Regions from separate parts of the Rattus norvegicus genome. Here region 1 is linked to region 2. A link is a contact called in public Hi-C data. All regions are on one chromosome and are shown on one strand. The core of a region is the stretch at or near the end of the contact, and the rest is flanking DNA. Distances in the headings are between cores, read along the strand shown.

What was found. A called contact is a pair of places that touch in the nucleus more often than the background predicts.
Region 1: a Hi-C map of liver shows a contact between it and region 2, with 5 times the contacts expected there. The contact joins the enhancer-like site here to the promoter of Hectd1 in region 2. A contact is called at or near these places in 10 of 12 Hi-C or Micro-C datasets (the A7r5 cell line, the Rat2 cell line, frontal cortex and 5 more) and 1 of 1 datasets of contacts at active chromatin or transcription factors (oligodendrocytes).

Annotation. Positions count from the first base shown.
Region 1 is chr6:75,047,350-75,054,094 of GRCr8, reverse strand. No RefSeq gene overlaps it. Among named protein-coding and RNA genes, the nearest start is that of Hectd1, 47 kb to the right of the region's middle. Within about 2 kb of position 2,219, at least 12 of the 93 cell types and tissues checked have an H3K27ac peak or open chromatin away from gene starts, as enhancers often do. A contact at or near this core is called in the A7r5 cell line and liver, where this site is marked.
Region 2 is chr6:75,001,071-75,007,723 of GRCr8, reverse strand. Hectd1 (HECT domain E3 ubiquitin protein ligase 1) reads left to right here and starts at 4,316. Exons shown (of 43, transcript NM_001419838.1): 1 at 4,316-4,688; 2 at 6,171-6,332. The coding sequence starts at 6,193.

The DNA.
Region 1 (6,745 bases), core at 970-3,469, 48 kb before region 2:
TGTATCATAGCACTGAGCTAAAGGCAGGAGGATCGGGAGTTCAAGGACATCCCCAGCTCCAGTGAGGTAGAGACTACTGGGAGGTACACTGAAGTACACTGAAACCCTGTTCAAAAAACAACAGGAAGGAAACCAAGTACAGTGATCAGCGAGGCAAGAAAGAAAACCAAGACTCCCAGTGAGCTGCAGTGAGAGAATTCACAGGATTGGAGTTTAGAGAATGGCACATGATGAAATAGACTAACTGGAGAGCCTTTGCCACAGTTTAGAAGAGAAGCCCCTTCGGGCTTTTAATTGTCATACTATATTTGTGTTATGAGGGAAGAAATTCTATTCTTAAACTAAATCGATACAAAACTAAACAATGCACTGACTAACCTGAGGCCGCAAAGACTATAAAATTAAGAGGTTGAACCAGGAAGGAGCTGAGAGTTGGCCCAGTGGTTAAGAGCACTGGCTGCTCCTCCCAAGGATTCAAGTTCAATGGCCAGCAGCCACATGGCTCATAACTGTCTGTTAACTCCAGTTCCAGGGATCTAGTGCCCTCTTATGGACCCCTTGGGTACTGCATACATGTGATACATGAGCCTTTTGTTGTTTTATTTTAACACTTAAGTGTGTGTGTGTGTGTGTGTGTGTGTGTGTGTGTGTGTGTGTGTGTGCACGACCAGAGTTCAGAGGACAACTTGCAGGAATCAGTCCTTTCCTTCCATCATGTGAATCCCAGGGAACAAACTCAGTGTAGAGTTTTTCTACCCAGCATCCTTGTTCCCAGAATAACGACTGAGAAATATTTATAAATAAATGCCTAGGCCATAAGCTTTGGCTCGTTCCCCGACTACTCATAATTTATATAGTCTATTTATTTGAGTCTATGTCTGCTGTGTGGATAGTTACCTCTCCTCAGCTTCATTCACCCATCTCTTGAGTTCAGGCTAAAGTCCTCCTGCTCTTGACTCTTTGCCAGAATCCAATCTCTGTCTGCCAGATGTCCCACCTATTTCCTGCCTCAGGTAATAGGCCATCAGTTTTTTGGTTTTTGGTTTGTTTGTTTGTTTGTTTGTTTGTTTGTTTGTTAACAGGTGACGCTTCCACACAGTATGTAAGAGATTCTCTTTACAACACAGGTCATCAGGCTTGACTGGGAGGCCTTTGTCCTTCAGTCGTCTAGCCAGGCAGAGCCTTCTGTTTTATCATCAATCATGGTGGGATTGGGAGTGGGGAGCTCCCCACTTCTTGAGCTGACAGGGTAAGTTATTTCCACACCCTCCCAGTGACTGTCAAGTAGCATACACAACACCTAGCCTTTGTTTCAACACAAAGTTTTCCTAAAGTAGGCTGTGTGGCTCAGGGACTAACCTCCTATGCTTTGGTCGGTCCTGAGCCAGCGTCCGGGAAAGCCAGTCAGGCCTTGCTCTGCAGCAGCAGCAGGTGGCGCTGTGGCTCTGGTTATCAGAACCGATTCTTTCTCTTCATTCTTTCTCTTCAGCCGTTCCGATGTGTCGGTGCTAAGGGGATTTTATAGAAAGTAGGTCAGTAAATGTCAGGGCTTGGGAGACTGTGGGCAGCTAGAATCGCCAGGTTCAATGTCAGCCTGACCTACGAGGGAAGACACTGTCTCTAAAAGCCAAATTTTAATTTGTAGGTTTGTTTGTTTTTGAGACAGGGTCTAGCTATGTAGCCCTGGCTGACTTGGAAGTCACTGTATTGACCAGGCTGGCCTTGAACTCAAACAAATCTACCTACCTCCCTGAGTGTTGGTCCTGAAGGCCTGTGCCACCACACCCAGCTAACTTAGGCCAGATAAAAACATATTGGGTATGTAGGTTTTTACTAGAACCTTTATTGCTTCAAAGTCAGTCTCGCCAGCAAGCTCGTAACTTACCTTTAGTTACCTTACTCAGTAAAGCTGTTTCAAGCCTAAAACACAGGGCTCCTTTGTCGGTTCCCTGGGCCTGTTAACCATAGTACCGTGCTGCGATAACCATGGTACCTTAGGAAGCCACGTTACTGTCTGGGTTTCACTGTTCTCATCTACAAAAATATTTTCCAAGTTCATATTTTAATAGCTAGGGTCCCTTGAGATAGTGCGTCTGAAAACACTTGGCACACAGCACTGAAAAGTTGCCCTGAACTAAAGTTACCTGTCTGACTTGGGCTTAGAAGGACCTCAGAGCCTGAAAGGAGGAATGACCTGGAGATTCTTCCACCCCCACCCAGCAGGAGGCGTGGCAGTCCTTTGCAAGCATGGCTGAAGCAGGGTAGGGCTGAAGTCGGTCTATGCACTCGCGCGCACACACTGCAGTTACAAAGCTTAATGAGTTAACTAGACTCAGGGAGGTGTTAACTGCAGTAACATGGGACATCTATAACAATGTAACACTCACTGGAAATGTGTAAGTTGTTTCTGTTAGGGGCCACTGAGATGGCTCAGCACTTGTCGCCAGGCCTGATGGTCAGGATTTGATCCCTGGAGCCTATCCAGTAGGAGAAAAGAATGAGTCCTGAAAGCTGGCCTCTGGCCCCCACAAGCAGGCCACAATATATGTACATACACATATGCAATCAATAAATAAATGTAAAAAAATTCCTTTAAAATGTTCATGATGGCGTATACCTTTGATGCCAGCACTGGAAAGGAAGAGACAGGCATATCTCTGTGGATTCAAGGTTCGTCGGGGTTACATAGTGAAACTATATTTAAAAAGTTTATCTCTAGAATTTTCCTTTTAATATTCTTAGACTTGTCCAAGGTAACAAACCATGGGCAGCACAGCCTGGCTGAGTGCAGGGTCTGACTTGCACCAGTTACAAAGTCTGGGTGACAGGCTCGCCACAGAACTGATACATAAGCTAGAGTGCTCACAGAGGTGGGGTAAGACTCTTTTCTCACTTATCTTGGGTTGGTTTCGTTTCTGAGAGTGTTTTGCTTTGTTTTGTTTTGTTTGTGAGAGTCTCACCCTGTAGCCCAGGCTGAAACTCCAGCTTCTCCTGCCTCTGCCTCCCAAGTACTAGGGTCAGAGCACAGGTTCTCATGTGACTCTTAGTACCCCGAAGTAGTATCTCTCCCTGTTGGTGCTTATTAAACACGGTATGCCTAGGAAATGTCGAACAGCTTCTTTTATTACTTGGTGGCAATGTTTTTGTTTGTTTGTTTAGACAGGAGCTAACTATCCCCGCTGGCCTGGAGAGGGATAGACCAGGCTGGCCTCCAACTCAGAGGTCTGCCTGCCTCTGTCTTCCAAATGCTGGGATTAAAGGACTACACCACTACACCCTGTTGTGCTCTATAAAAAAGAAAGAAGGAGCCTGGATATGTTTAGTAGAGTCAGGTATGGTGAGGTGGAAGGGGTGCCCCTGTGGGCCCATGCTGAACCATCCCTTCTTCCTGAGGTACCAGCCATAGGACGGGTATAGCATGGGATAGAGATTGTTTAGGGCATGGGAAGGGAAGTTGAGGAGGGAGTAGAGACAGGGAAAGGCAGAAAGAGAAGAAGGAAAGGAGAGAGAAGGTCAGTCACAAATAGATGGAGAAGTTAGAGGGAGGAGGTGGGGAGAGAAGGGATAGAGGGTAAGAGAGTAAGAGAGGCAAACAGCCTTTTATAGTGAGTCAGGCATTGCTGGCTGTTGCCAGGTAACTGTGGGGCGGAGCCTAGAAGGAATGTTGACACATGCTGCTGAGGAAGCCGTGTAAATGAAGAGAGGCTTATACATTTCTAATGCTTTACACTTATTTGTGTGTGCGCGTGTGCTTATGCCATGGTGCACACATGGAGTACATGGATAGAACCAACCTTTCAGTTCTGTCCTTCCACTGCATGGGTCTCCTCAGACTCAGGCTGTCAGGCTCGGCAGCCAGCTCCTTTTCCTGATGAGCTATCACACTGACCTGGATAAAGGACCCTTTATGGCAAGAAAGATGAGTAACAGGGGTGCACACCTGCTTACTTACATCTGGTCATTGGCTACTTCCCTGCCTGGGCCTGGGGTAGCAGGCGGGAGATTAGAAACAAAGCTGAGGGCAGATTTAGAGGTGTTGAGCTGGGAGTGAAGGTAAGGGCACATTATCTGCGGGAGGCTTAGAAGTGCCCAGCCATTGAGCTAAAAAGTATACTAAAAATAAGCTTGTGTGTGTGTGTGTGTGTCTGTGTGTCTGTGTGTATGTGTGTGTGTCTGTGTGTGTGTATGTCAGTGTGTGTCTGTGTGTCTGTGTCTGTGTGTGTCTGTGTGTCTGTGTGTATGTGTGTCTGTGTGTGTGTATGTCAGTGTGTGTCTGTGTGTCTGTGTCTGTGTGTGTGTCTGTGTGTCTGTCTGTGTGTATATGTCAGTGTGTGTCTGTGTGTGTGTCTGTGTGTATGTCTGTGTGTCTGTGTGTGTATGTCAGTGTGTGTCTGTGTGTGTGTCTGTGTCTGTGTGTGTATGTGTGTGTGTCTGTGTGTGTGTGTCTGTGTGTGTGTCTGTGTGTCTGTGTGTGTATGTCAGTGTGTGTCTGTGTGTGTGTGTCTGTGTCTGCGTGTGTCTGTGTGTGTGTCTGTGTCTGTGTGTGTCTGTGTGTGTCTGTGTGTGTGTCTGTGTGTGTGTCTGTGTGTCAGAGTGTGTCTGTGTGTGTGTCTGTGTCTGTGTGTGTGTATGTGTGTGTCTGTGTGTCTGTGTGTGTATGTGTCTGTGTGTGTATGTGTGTGTTTGTGTGTCTGTGTGTGTCTGTGTGTGTGTCTGTGTGTGTATGTGTGTGTGTCTGTGTGTGTATGTGTATGTGTGTGTATGTGTGTGTGTTTGTGTCTGTGTGTGTCTGTGTGTCTGTGTGTGTCTGTGTCTGTGTGTCTGTGTCTGTGTGTGTCTGTCTGTGTGTGTGTCTGTGTGTATGTGTGTGTCTGTGTGTATGTGTGCGTCTGTGTGTCTGTGTCTGTGTGTGCGTGTGCGTGTGTGTGTCTTTCATCCATGGATCCAAGAGAAACAAGGCAGTGGCTGGTAGCTTAAAGCGGGGCAGTAGAAACTACACGTTACACTAATAACCCATTTTACCTGGCTAGGCTTCACCTCCTAAAGGTTTCACTACCACTGGAAACCAATTCTACCCCCCTGAGGACAGAGTACTCAATGAAATGTATGAGCCTGTGGAGGACATTTTACATCCAAACCATAATACTGCGAAACTACAGATACGAATTATTTAATGAGTGAAGAAAAGAGGCAAGTCTCCCTTATAGAGAATTACAAATCATAGATCATTGCCTCTCAGAGGTGAAACGCAGCTCCACCATGTAAACACTGGTTACACTTGGAATTGCTTCTGGAAGAGTCCACATGGGAAAGACAATGACAAGAATCAGTGGGGAAGTGCCAGACAGTGCCTCAGCCGTAGGGTCAGCAGCAGTGATGTGCACGGGGATGGGATTGGCACTTTACTTACATAGTCGTAGTCGTCGTCGTCGTCGTCTTCTTCTTCTTCTTCTTCTTCTTCTTCTTCTTCTTCTTCTTCTTCTTCTTCTTCTCCTCCTCCTCCTCCTCCTCCTCCTCCTCCTCCTCCTCCTCCTCCTCCTCCTCCTTCTCCTTCTCCTTCTTCTTGCCCACAACCCCAACCCAATCATGGAGAAACAATAGGCAAACCCAAGTACAGCAGGCATCCTACAAAACTGGCCCAGCCTGGGAGCATAGATAATTGGGAGGCTGAGGCAGGAGGCTGGCTGTTGAAAGGCCAGCCTGAGCAATTTGGAAGACTGTCTCGAAAGGTCACACGTGTTCTGGGAATGCAGCTCTACGATGTCCTGGTTAGCTTTGACAATCAATTTGATACAACCTAGAGCGGTCTGAAAAGAGAGCTTAGATCAGATTGCCATGTGGGCATTACTATTGAGGGTTGTCTTGATTATTTACTGATGTAAGAGAGCCGAACTCTAAGGGGATGGCACCATCTCTTGGGAAGTGGTCTTGAAATGTATAAGAAAGGTAGCATTGCTGGTAAAGTGGCTCATGTCTTTAGTCACAGCACATGAGAAGCAGAGACAGGTGGATCTTTGTGAGTTCCAGGCCAGCCAGAGACACACAGCAAGGCCCTTTTGAGAGAGAGAGAGAGAGAGAGAGAGAGAGAGAGAGAGTTGGGTGGCCATAGCACACACTTTAATCCCAGCACTCAGGATTAAGGCACTCAGCAAAGGCAGGTAGATCTCTGAGTTAGAGGCCAGCCTGGTTATGGATCAAGTTCTAGGACAGCCAAGAAGACACAGAGAAATAAATAAATAAAATAAAATGATGAGGAAGAGGAAGGAGGAGTGGGAGGAGGAAGAAGAAGGAAGAGGAGTGGGGGTAGGAGGAGGAAGTTGGCAGCAACTGCTGCTGGACCTGACGGTCTGCCTGCCAGCAGCATCCTCTATGGTTTCTTTGGTACTTTGGCTGTGAAGGGAATTCCTTGGTTACATGTGGAATAGCAAGCAGGACTGCCTTCAGTTCCTGCCTTGGCTTCTCTCAATGAGAGACTGTGGGCTGGAAATGTAAATTGCAATAAACCCTTTCCTCCCTTCAGTCGCTTTCTCATAGGGATGTTTTACCACATCGACAATGAAACTAGATAGAGGTCGAGCCCTTGCCCAGCTCAGCCTTTAATGCCAGATAAATAAATAACAAAGTGAAACAGCTGACCAAGACCCTGCCAAGGTCCTCAAAAACGAGGACAGTCAGTAACCTGAAATGTGCTAGCACCCAAGAGACTGCCAGAGGAGACAGAATGGCCAGATGTGATGTGGCACCC
Region 2 (6,653 bases), core at 3,067-5,566:
AGAGCCTCTCAGGAGACAGTTATATCAGACTCCTTTCAGCATGCACTTCTATCAGCAATAGTGTCTGCATGTGGGACGGATCCCTAGGTGGGGTGATCTCTGGATGGCCTTTCCTTCAGTCTCTGCTCCACTCTTTTGTCTCTGCATTTTCTTTAGACAGGAGCAATTCTGGGTTAATATTTTTGAGATAGGCGGGTGGCCCCATCCCTCAACTGGAGGCCATGCCTAACCTCTGGATATGGTCTCCACAGGTTCTCTTGCTCCTTTGTTGGGTATTTCAGCTAATGTCATCCCTGTTGGGTCCTGGGAACCTCTTGCTTTCCTGGCATCTGGGACTTTCTGGTGGCTACCGCCAGTTCCCATCCCCCACTGCTACATACCCCCAGCCCATCTCTTCCCACACCTAATCCTGTCCCCTTTCCCCTCCCCCTCCTCTCTCCCTCTACCTCCCACAGTTATTTTGTTTTCCTTTCTAAGTAGGACTGAAGCATTCATACTTTGGTCTTCCTTCTTCTTGAGCTTCATATGGTCTGTGAGTTGTATCATGGATGTTCCGAGCTTTTTGCCTAATATACATTAATCAGTGGGTGCATACCGTGTATGTTCTTTTGTGACTGGGTTATCTTGCTCAGGATGATCCTTTCTAGTTCTATCCATTTGCCTAAGAATTTCATGAAGTCATTGTTTTAATAGCTGAGTAGTACTCCATTGTGTAAATGTACCACATTTTCTGTATCCATTTCTCTGTTGAAGGACATCTGGGTTCTTTCCAGCTTCTAGATATTATAAATCAGGCTGCTATGAACATAGTGGAGCAGGTATCCTTGTTATATGTTGGAGCATCTTTTGGTTACATGTCCAGGAGTAGTACTGCTGGATCCTCAGGTAGTTCAATGTCCAATTTTCTGAGGAACCTCTAGACTAATTTCCAGAGTGGTTGTACCAGTTTGCAATCCCACCAACAATGGAGGAATGTTCCTCTTTCTCCACAGACTCTCCAGCAACTGCTGTCACCTGAGTTTCTTATCTTAGCCATTCTGACTGGTGTGAGGTGGAAACCTGGGGTTGTTTTGATTTGCATTTCCCTGATGACTAAGGATGTTGAACATTTCTTTAGGTGTTTCTCAGCCATTTAATATTCCTTAGCTGAGAATTCTTTGTTTAGCTCTGTGCCCCATTTCTTAATAGGGTTATTTGTCTCCCTGCAGTCTAACTTCTTGAGTTCTTTGTATATATTGGATATTAGCCCTCTATCAGATGTAGGATTGGTAAAGACCTTTTCCCAATCTGTAGGTTGCCATTTTGTCCTAATGACAGTGTCTTTTGCCTTACTGAAGCTTTTCAATTTTTTGGACTAAAGTTTGGATTTAAGGGCTGAAGAGATGGCTCAGTGGTTAAGAGCACTGACTGCTCTTCCAGAGGTCCTGACTTCAAATCCCAGCACCCACCTGGTACCTCAGAACCATCTCTAATGGGATGTGATGCCCTTTTCCTGGTGTGTCTGAAGACAACTACAGTGTACTCATATAGAATGAATGAATAAGTCTTTTTTTTTTTTTTTCAGAGCTGAGAACCGAACCCAGGGCCTTGCACTTACTAGGCAAGCGCTCTACCACTGAGCTAAATCCCCTACCCCGATGAATAAGTCTTTAAAAAAGAAAAAGTTTGGACTTAAGTTTTCAACTCCTTTGAGTAAATAATGAGGGTGGCTGGTGATTATTTGGTAATAGTATTTTCTTTATATATCTATATATCTATATTTCATTTCACTTTATTTTGAGACAATGTTTCACTATGTAGCCACGACTAGCCTGGAACTCTCTACATAGACCAGTAGACCAGGTTGGTCTTGAACTCAGAGTACTGCCTTTGCTTCCTGGGTGCTGAGATTAAAGGCATACACCATCTCACCCAGCTATTTATACATTATTGGTGTATAGATGATGTTAAATGTGGGTGTTTGAATGCCTGGTACAGATGTGGAGGTCAAGACCATAACTTTTATGGCAGCCTCTGTTTCCTGGATTATTAGAGCAGCTGAGTATGTTGGGCTGCCTGACCTGCTTCAACAGCTCTGCTGGGCAGCTGTGGATGTCCAGGAGGGATGTTGAATAAACTTGGTGTCATTGGGCTTTGGTTTTTCACCCTTCTAATGATGTTTAGGAGTATTGTGTGTCCCTGCCCCCCACCCCCTTTTTCTTTCTTGAGTGTCATTCTATGTATTCTAGGCTTGAACCCAATTCATTATGTAGCTGAGGATGATCTTGAACTTCTGATTCCTGTGCCTGTGATGGGAATAAATACATCTGTGCCACCATACCCAGTTTTAGGGCCTGGTTCTATCCAGACCTGGGCGTAGAACCCAGGCCTTGTGTGTAGTAGATAAGTGCCCTATTGAGCTTTATCTATAGCCCTAGAGTATTAGTTTCAAATTTCTTTTCCTTGAGAAGATTTATTTGTATTACTTTTGCATTATGTGCACATGTGCATGTCTGTGGTAGGCAAATGCATGTAAATGCAGGTCCCTGCAGAGGCCAGAGGCACCTTGGACCTGGACTTAAGGCAATTGTGAGCTGCAGGGTATGGGTACCAAACTCAGGCCTTCCGTATGAACAGACCACCAGTGCGTATCTTCAGTTTCCCAAGGACAGATGATGTTAAGCATCTTCCCTGTGCTTACTTGTCACCTGTACGTCTTCTTGGTTAAACGTCTCTTCGGGTCTTTTATCATTTTTAATCAAGGGCTTTTCTTACTCTTGGCTTTGAAGAGTTTTTCTTTGTTCTAGCAACAGTCTTGTACTAGCTATGGTGTTTGAAAGTATTTTCCTGTTGGGGAACTTTGGAAATTTCTGATATGTGAGCCATTCATAGTCTGTGAAGGTAGATCCCAGGCTTCTGTATATCAATAAACACATTGTGTCACATCTAAACAACTACTATTCAGCATTAAGAAGAAATGAGCTTCCAAGCCAGGTGTGACGCACTCTTGTTGCGGTACTCAGGAAGCTGAGGCAGGAGGATAATGATTTTGAGGCCAGCGAGGGTTACATAAGCATACCCATTTCAAAACGAACAACAAGAAAAACAAAAAGCAAAACCAAAACCAAATTTATAAAACCCAGTACGACAAAACAAAACACCAAATAAATGAGCTACCAAGGTATAAAAAGTCACAGAGGATCCTTAAAGAGTGGTACTAAGTTTAAGAAGATCTTCTGGAAGGGCTGTATGTACGGTATGATTCCAACTAGACCAGATATTTTGGAAAGGGCAAAACCATAACAAAGAGACCAGTGGGAACTCTCTGTCCTTAGCCTTGCCTGGCCGGGAACACATTATATAGAACAAGGTAGCCCTAACTTATTCCCTGAACTTTCCGTTCAATTTGTTGTGGATCTAAAACTCTTCTAAAGAAAACTTTTCCGGGTTTATCTATTGCGCTGGTATGGTTGAAAACGACTGGCCTCAGTCTTTGCATACGGTTTCTTTCTAAAACTAGTATCTACTGCTATTTTTTATTTTTTATTTTTTATTTTTTTTGTTCAAAGGATGAATAAATGAGAGTTCAGGAAGGAGTCTTTTTCTTCCTCTTTCTCTCAACTCTTGCTGCTCCTTCTTCATACCACCATCACCGCCGCCGGTAGCCCAGACAAGTCTCGACCTCATTATGTAGCAAGGATGACCTTGAACTCCAGCGTCCAGTTCTCTAGTGTCACAGTTACATGAGGACTCCACTAGCAGCGGCTAGCATTTAATTTTCAATGCCCATGAAATAAAAAGTTTGACGGGACTAACTACGGAAGTACGTGTGACCACAAGCCGAAGGCAAATGTCTTTAAAAGTCCTCGATGCTGCTGCTTCCTGGGACTCCGAGGTGGGCAAAGTTCCTGCAGCCTCAGTTCTCCCATCTGCACCGAGGCGATAACGACCGGACGGGCAGCGCACACGAGTTCCCAGGCTCGCTGTGAAGCGTTCTGGTAAACCGCAGGGCGATCCTCCACACAAATCCAGAAGGAGGGGTGACCCGAGGGCCGAGCGCTTGCGAGACGGTGGCCTCCGATCCGCAGGACTCAGGAGTGGCCGGCGCCGGGCAAGACGGGCGGAGCGTGCGCGAACCAGCTGCTCGCGGCGCGCGCCGATTGACAGCGCGGTGATTCGGGCGCCGGGAGTCCTGGTTGAAGAGAGCCGTAGCCGACAGCCGAGGGAGCCCGGCGCCCCCGTCGTAGCCCCGTGCCGCGGGCGGGCCTCCGCAGCGCCCCAGGTGGCCGCGGGCAGGGCGGCCGGGAGGCGTTCGCTCCGCCTCCGCCGGCGCGGCCTTCACCAGCCTCCGCGCCCGGCGCTCGGCCGACCCTTCTCCTGTCCCCGCCCGGCTGGCGATGGACGCGGCCTCTCCTCGCTGCCGGCGGCAGCTCCGCGCGGACCTGGCTTTGAACCGCAGGGTCTGAGGAGCCGCGTGCTGGGGTCGGGACCCGCGCTGGCTGCCGCCGCTCGGGGGAACCTCTCGCTTCCTTGTCACCGGGTCCCCGCGGAGGAAGGGGAGGGACGAGACACGGCTTTTCCTGTGCCGCCTGCCTGGCTCGACCTGCGCGGCCTGCGGTTTCCTGGGAACTCGAGGGCCGCGGCCGGGCCAGGCTCTGCCCGCGGCCTGCTTGGAGCTGGACCGGAGCTGTTTGGTACGGCGAGCCAGGGTAAGAGCCTGCGGTAAGGGTAGGCGGGGGCGCTGGGCGCCGTCCGCTGGCTGGGCCTGCGCGAGGATCCGGGGCCACCGAGCCCAGCGGCGAGCGCGGAGCTGGACCCGGGCGCGGTAAGGTCGGTCGTCCGCCGTCGCCTCTGCGTCTCGGGCCCTTTGTTCCCCTCCCCGGGCCCTACGGGGCTTGTCTTTCTGGCTCCCGAGCTCCGGGTACGCTCCCCTTGTCCTTGGTAAGGCTCAGCTGCCGGGCGGGGACCGGGGACGTCCCACTGGGCCTCTGAGTTCCGGGAGACCCGCACCCCGGCCGCTTGGCGGCTTCCTCTCGAGCTCGCAGGCTTGCTGCTTCTCCAAAACTTCGCCCTCCTCCCAGAGGCAGGTAGCTAAGTTAGGCAGGTTGGGTGTCAGCGTCGCGGCTCCGGCCTTGGTCAGGCTGTGGACAGTGGGGCAGCCCCGCCGGGCGCGGCCGATGGGCCCACTGCGACCCGTCTCTAGGTTCCCACACCGGCAGGTGGATTGCGTGGGACTCAGAGCTGTCCTTTGGTCAGGCACCTAGGAGCTTTTGTAATGACTTGCCTGCCTGGACTACTTCTCGATTTTTTTAAAAAAATAAAAACTAACTGCTTCATCCTATGGGAACCGAGAATGTCAGTGTGTGTGTGTGTGTGTGTGTGTGTGTGTGTGTGTGTGTGTGTGTGTGTGTAAAACCTGTTAGTTGCATTTATTTTAGCATCAAAACAACGACAACAAAAAGTTTTAAGAACATTTGCCAAGATTGCCAGAAGTTCTTATCAGTATTTTCTCCGCATAGGTAGATTTCATATCTAATAACTGTTTGTATTTGGACATATTTAGGAATAAGTTTGAGAATTCAAAATTTGTGAGAAGAGAAATTCAATTCGAAGGAGAGTGGATCGGAAAGTGTGGTCTTTAAAACTACTGGATCTGACCCATATCTAATGCCCCGATTTTTGGTGGGGTTTGGGCGGAGCTTGCAGGGAGAAGTTCACTGGTAGAAAAAACTTTTTTATAGGTGTTCTTTGCCTTTTGGCACAGACATTGGTGATAACAGACATTGGGATCCAAAACTTGTTTCATAGTGTTTGACCTAGACGGCTCTGGTTTCTAGTTAACTAGCAACCTAATCAGCATATATTCTTGTGTTGAACTGTTTTGTGTGTAGTGTATCTGTATTAAACCCAGGAAGTAGAGGGAAGTCCAAAACTGCCGCAGAGATAGAGCATACTCTTAGAAGTAATACTTTGCAGTTTTTGAAAGTTTTTTTTAAAATCATGTATATTTATTTTGTGTGTGTGCATGCCACAGTCAGTATGGAAATCAGAGAATAACTATGTATATACATACACAGATACGTGTGTGTGTGTGTGTGTGTATCTAGCAGATGTTCAAGAAAAAAATGTTTACACAGGCTGATCAGTTCTGAGCAAATGTTTGAAAACCCCTTTTCCCTTTTTCAATGCAGGCAAAGGGACATTTTAAAGACCATGGCAGATGTGGATCCTGATACGTTGCTGGAGTGGCTGCAGATGGGACAGGGAGATGAAAGGGACATGCAGCTAATAGCCCTGGAACAGCTATGCATGTTGCTTTTGATGTCTGACAATGTGGATCGGTGTTTTGAAACGTAAGTGCATTCCTCCATCACCTTCCTCTCGGGCCAGTGTGCTGACATCTGTTTCCAGCCATTTGCTGACTTCAGTTTGTGTGAAAACTTTCCTAGGGAAGTTTAAAATATCCCTTTAGACATTTCTGCAGTTGTCTGTGGTTAATGGGACCCTAGCAATGATAATCGTGATTGTGTAAATACATAGTTGTTCAATGAGTGTGGATTAGGAATACTAATACTGACCTATAGCTTGGTTGAGTCAGTTATGAACCATCCCAATTAAAACGATTATAAATGTTTATCTTCTTGAAAGCTGTTTCTGTATTATATGACTTGGAG